Linked DNA regions of Gossypium hirsutum: region 2 is linked to region 1. Evidence: chromatin contacts called from public Hi-C data. All regions are on one chromosome and are shown on one strand. The core of a region is the stretch at or near the end of the contact, and the rest is flanking DNA. Distances in the headings are between cores, read along the strand shown.

Region 1 (3,088 bases), core at 430-2,929:
TTGAGACGAAGGGAGAAAAACACAATTGGGAAAACAAGCATCAAGTGAAGCCCGTAGCTCACTCTGATCAAGTCATCGAGCAACAAGCTATACGGAATTCCAAGATCACCATCAAAATTGGCAAGCACATCATCCAAAATATGATCTCCAAACAGAACTAATCCGAAGAAGCTGGTGGCAATGTAGAGAGAAGAGCAAAACATGAGGGACTTCCTAACAATTAACTTCATCTGTGTAGGGTCTCTCAGTTCATTCGCTATTGGGAGTACTGCACAGGTGTATCCAAGACAAAAGGAAATAGATAAAAACAAAAGGGTTGATCAATTGTCATATAAACAAGCATATATTAAAATTTTAACAATATTTGCCATGTAAGGAGGAGAGTTGTTGGAACACTTATTTCAGAGAAAACTTTTGTTACAATAGCGCATCATATTTGTAATTCTATGTAATGTTGAACCATAAATGGATTACTTGTTCTTCGCAGAGTTTTAGGTATCAACAGGTACATTAAGCATCTCTTACCGTTAAAGCATTCAATCAACTCAAAGATGCAACTAATTTGGTACAAATTGGAAGATAATCAACTTGAACCAACAACTAAACAAAACCAAATTATGATAATAAATACTTAGAAGTGTAGAAGGAATCAATCTCTGATGACTTACCGTTATGGTGGCATATATAAGCAGTGACTAGAACAGGAACAGTGGTGAAAAGCTTCCAAAACGATGCCTGGTTTTCAAGTTTCGGCATTAAACGAGGCATTTCGATTTTCCCTTCCATCAACTTAACAATGGTAACTCCCGCTGTTATTGCCACAAATACGATCACGAAACCAACTGACAATGCCGATGTGTATCTCAATGAATCTAAAATCACGAAAAACAACAAGCATTCAATAAAAGTATAGCAGCAATTTAGAATTTTTGAGGAGTGAGTTAGTTACCAACGCGTTTGAATGAAATGAAAGGTGCGAAAACGAAGAGCGTGGTGAACATGAGCAAAGCCGAACGCGTTGTCCACCAGTGTTCACCGAACCATTCTTCCATAACTCCCTTGTGGTGGAACCCATCCTCCCATGTCCCCGACAACACATCACCTGCAATCAATTCAAATTCAGAGGTGATCGAAGGGCAATTAGTCGTTCCACGAAGCTTAATTTTTTTTTTTGGGGGGGGGGGGAGGGTTTCAAACTTACCTATGATGATCATGTAAACCACAAGCATGCCCAAATTGTTGATGACGATGCAAACCTGAAGGATGTTACGGCCGGTCCCACCGAAAGCGTCAGCGGCAACGCCTGAATACGTGGCCGACTTGGAGGCTCGACTGAACCTAAGTATCTTATCGATGGATGATCCCGTTAGCATAGAGACGAATATGATTGCGAATAGACCCGGGATTAGGCCCAACTGATTGACGGTGGCTGGGAGCGCCATGATACCGGCTCCCACAACTGTGGTCGAGAGGTTGAAAATGGCTCCTGAAGTTGAAGCCCCATCAAAGCCGGCTTCGGGAGTCTCGAGTACTCGGTAGCCCTGCTTTTGTGGGAGGAGAGCCTCTCCTCGGGGACTCCGTCGGTGTTTACTGTCTGAGAAGGAGGGCATAATATTCATTTTCATCACTTTGGTGGTTAAAGCCGTTGAATGAGGCCGTTCAAGAAGAAGAGTCTTAGGAAGTTTTTGAAGATGATAGCAAGTCCCGAGTCGGGAAGGTCTTCACGCGGGAAGTGACCGGACGATAAATTGCGAACACGTGTAACTACCGTGAAAGTTTCCAGAAAATAGAAACGCAGCCAGCGAGAGAGGGTCCTTTGGGCTTTGAAGATTTCGTCCGTCACGGCCTTTCTTTTTGGTGTAATTTTATAGATCGAAATGGAAAGGCTCCAATAACACAATGGTTACGGGAAGTACAAGGAAAGCGAATGGCGACTTGACACCTATAAACCAATGACCTCATCTCCCTACATGAAAAAAAAAAAAACCAAGCTTTTGGTTGCTCAAAATGGAAATTTTATTAAATCTTCCTGTTACTTCTTTCTGTTATAGTAAAACTGCTTTCTTTTTTTTTTGTTGGTTCAATTATTAAATTACATTTTGTTTTACCAAGAAAACGAGAATTTCATTGGTGTAAATTATGTTTTTTCTGCCATTTGAGAGCCTTTTTTAGCTTTCAGTTTGCAACAGCTAGGCTAACCATTAAAGAGTCCATAAATGGACCATTGTCCTTCGGCCAACCCTAATTTGCTTGTGGGTGGGTTAATAATGCCTAACGTGGTCCCTTTAATTAGTTAATTCAAGTACCAAACCCGGGTGGTACGTTCACCTAGCTTTCAACAACGCTGTGGTTTGAATCTAAAGCACCTGCACTGCACTTTACCATTCCACCCACAAGCAAATTACCATCCATAAAGTAGGGGAAAAAAGGACTGAAATTACCTCGTAAGTTAAAGATGGATCAAGGGTTTCATCATATAACTTGGGTCTCTGACATTTTCTCAAAGTAACTTCATGCAAGGTGCCATAGCATGGTACTGTGCTACTGTCAATATTTAACTAATATCAGAGGGTTAACCATACTAAAACAGTTAAATCCAACACAAGGTATTTCAGGCTGCATTCCATGCATGTATGCCAGATATATGACCAAGGCACAACATCACATTGATAAAGTGTTAGTATCAAGTAAACAAGATTAATACTTGGCCATGTTAGAACTCACAAAAGTTTCCATCATCTTGCACATAGATAATTCAATGTTTTCTCTTTCTTTTGTTGCTTCCCTTGATCTTCTTGTCCGGAGCTGTCTGTGAAGACTGCAACTTTACGCCTACAGCTGAACTCCACAAAGCCCTTTCTACATCTGAAGGTCTGAAGGAGTCACCCATTGAACTTAGTTCCTGTAATAAGAAACATAGATCATCCTTTTCGGAAAGGTATTTCCTGGATCAGGCACATAGATGAATGATTAATTGATCATTCCCCATAACAACATGCATTACATTATGAGAAAATATTCTTGTTAGCCTATGAATAAAGCCAACAAAGGTACGTAGAAGGGGCACAGACTGAGGACGAAGTGAAAA
Region 2 (2,805 bases), core at 215-2,714, 290 kb before region 1:
TGAGTAATAGTTATAGATTTTTGTATTTATAAAATATTACTATATAAGTAATAGATTTTTTGAACAGATGACATGGCACGTTGATCTTGTTGACTGGTCAATGGTGGTAAACATTGAGGGTCAATGTCGATTAATGTCTAAGGTCAACATGCCACGACATCAATTTAAAAAATCTATTTATATAATACATAAAAAAATATCTCCCTAAATAAAAATATTTTATAACAACTACAAAACTATAGAATTGTTACTGGAAATTTTATTGAAAACACAATTTTGTAACCAAATACTCAAAGTTCTATGCAAAACCCAATTTTGTAAAAGTTCTTTAAAAATTAAAAAAAAATTGATAAATAAAAATTTTAAAATTTATAATGTCCAAAAAAATAAATTTATGATTTTTACAAATTTTGATTAACAATTTTTACAATTTTATGGTAACAAAATTGCATTTTCAAAGGATTTTCAATAATAGTTCTAGAATTTTCTAGTTGTAATAAAATATTGTCATTTAGTAGAATATTTTGTTATGGATTATATAAATAGATTTTGAACCTATGAGTGTCACATTGACTCCAAACACTGATTGGTGTTAACTAACGTTGGTTGACATTGACCTTGATGTTAATCAACATTGACCATCATTGACTGACGTTGGGGTCAATGTGCCAAATCATCAATTCCAAAATCTATTTATATAATATATACGTAACTACTAAAATCTATATTATATAACAATATTTGATAGGGATAACAAAATCTATAACTAACATATCTAACATCTTCCAATAGAAATTTTAGAAATTTATGAAAATAAAGTTGACGGGAAGCTAATATTAAAAGAAGCTAACTCAAGAATTTTCCTTTCTTTCTTTATGCTAATCTCTTTCAAGTTCTGAAAAAAGAAAGAAGCTTGTAAATTTGGGCTAATAACCACATTTTAGTGTCCACGTGAAAATTATGTGGCTCAACAATAACCATGAATCTCACTTTGTATTAGTGTTCAGTCATATCTAATAGCTCGTTCATAAGACTTTAGGCATTGAAGTTTGTGAGACGGGGTCTGAAAATTTGGATGCTTCTGACAATCTATAAGGATTAAGAGTGAATATCGATAAGGAACAGCAGCATGACCCAACAACCCACAAATTATAATGCAAGAACAGCTGAATTATTACTTACATCATCAATAATCAACGACCAACCGAAACGCGGAAACCCAAACCCCTATCTTTAAGTAATAGTAAAATCTATTACAGAAACCCTAGCAAAACATGTAATATAATTAAGTAGATGGCGAGAAAAACAAATAATAGGTGAGCCCAGCTGAGGTCACGATCGACGCTCATGTGACTAGCTTCGTAGCTTCCCCCACCTATTCAAATTGTTTTATCTTTTAGGTCAGTCAAGAGAGGAGTATATATTTCAAAAGAAGCAAAAGAAAGAAAGAGAGAGAGAAAATATATATGTATACACGCTGCTGTGCTGACTCAAAAGGAATCAACTTGTTTCCCTAGCAAACAAATTAGAGTTTGTTTAGATGAGAACATGATTACTTTTTTCCTGAGTTTGATGAGTTGAAACTTTCGGTGAGTTTCCATGGCAGATGGCAACCAGAGAGAGAAAAAGAGCATGCAATAAGCGTGTTTGGCCCCCAAAGACCAACATTAATGAAATATATCCTTGATATTCTTGCTTTGTTTTTTATATATTAATTTTAAGTCCGTATGAGACACGAATATAAAAATTATATTTTTATTATGAATGAAATAAACATTTGTACTTAATTATATTTTATTTATCTAAAATAAATAAGTTCGTATGAAATTTTGAATGTAAAACTAATTCTTTAAATTTATTATTTTTAAAATTAAAAAACCAATAATACATTACTAAAGAAACATGATTAAACATTGTAACAAAAATTTATCCACTTTCATAAAAGTTGATTTAAAAAGTTTACAAAATTTAATTTATAAAATAAAATAATGCTGAAAATATATTAATGAACATAAAAATATAGCTTCTAAAACTAATGTGATGAAAATTATAATATACAATATAAGAGAATGGATCGTATGGAACTGTGATTCCACGCTGTTTTTATTTTTTTCCAATAGGAGAATGACAAATTAAATTTTTTCTCTTGATGAAAAAAATCTAATTTATCATTCTTCTATTAAAAATGAATAAAAATAATATAAAATCACAGTTTCATATAATCTTTTTTCTCAATAGAAAAGTAAATTAGAAGATTATTACTATATGTGCAAGTTCCGTATGTTGGAATTTGTCTTCCCTTTTTATTATTGTCCTTTTATAAATGTTATCTGTTGGGATCTTAGGTGTTTTTTTTTTCTCATGATTTATCTCATATTCAAGCATTTTCTTGCTGGACACTATATTTTTACCTGATAGTTTGTATATTGATATTGATCTAATATGGAAACCTATATACCGATAAGTGTAATAAAGGGAATAAGATATACAAAATTCTTCATGAGAGAGATATTCAGTAATATCTAGGACCAAATTTTCATAAGGACGGGAGGGTTATACTGTTCTGTAAATTACGATATTACACGTGACATAATTTTGAGTTTAAATATTAAAAAAATTATTTAGGGGTAAGTAAACTCAATTCGAATAGAAAAAAATTAATTTTTTTTTAATTTCGAGTTAATCGAATCAAATTATTCATTTTTTCAAATAAACTCGAATAAGTAATTTGAGTCGAGTTGAATTTTACAATTTAAATAACTCGAATAACTCAAATAACATATTGGTGTAAATACCCTTTTGGTC

The links. Hi-C and Micro-C count contacts between places; a contact is called where the count stands out from the background.
Region 2: a Hi-C map of leaf shows a contact between it and region 1, with 3 times the contacts expected there. The contact joins the enhancer-like site here to the promoter of LOC107951136 in region 1. A contact is called at or near these places in 12 of 34 Hi-C or Micro-C datasets (callus, hypocotyl, leaf and 2 more).

Annotation. Positions count from the first base shown.
Region 1 is chrA02:19,613,024-19,616,111 of Gossypium_hirsutum_v2.1, reverse strand. It overlaps LOC107951136 (amino acid transporter AVT6A), which reads right to left and starts at 1,679. Exons shown (of 5, transcript XM_016886070.2): 1 at 1,202-1,679; 2 at 950-1,102; 3 at 669-872; 4 at 1-268. The coding sequence starts at 1,625. It overlaps LOC107951137, which reads right to left. Exons shown (of 3, transcript XM_041083046.1): 2 at 2,725-2,902; 3 at 2,446-2,544. The coding sequence ends at 2,756.
Region 2 is chrA02:19,900,165-19,902,969 of Gossypium_hirsutum_v2.1, reverse strand. No RefSeq gene overlaps it. Among protein-coding and RNA genes, the nearest start is that of LOC107952568, 4.4 kb to the right of the region's middle. Within about 2 kb of position 1,464, at least 3 of the 9 cell types and tissues checked have an H3K27ac peak or open chromatin away from gene starts, as enhancers often do.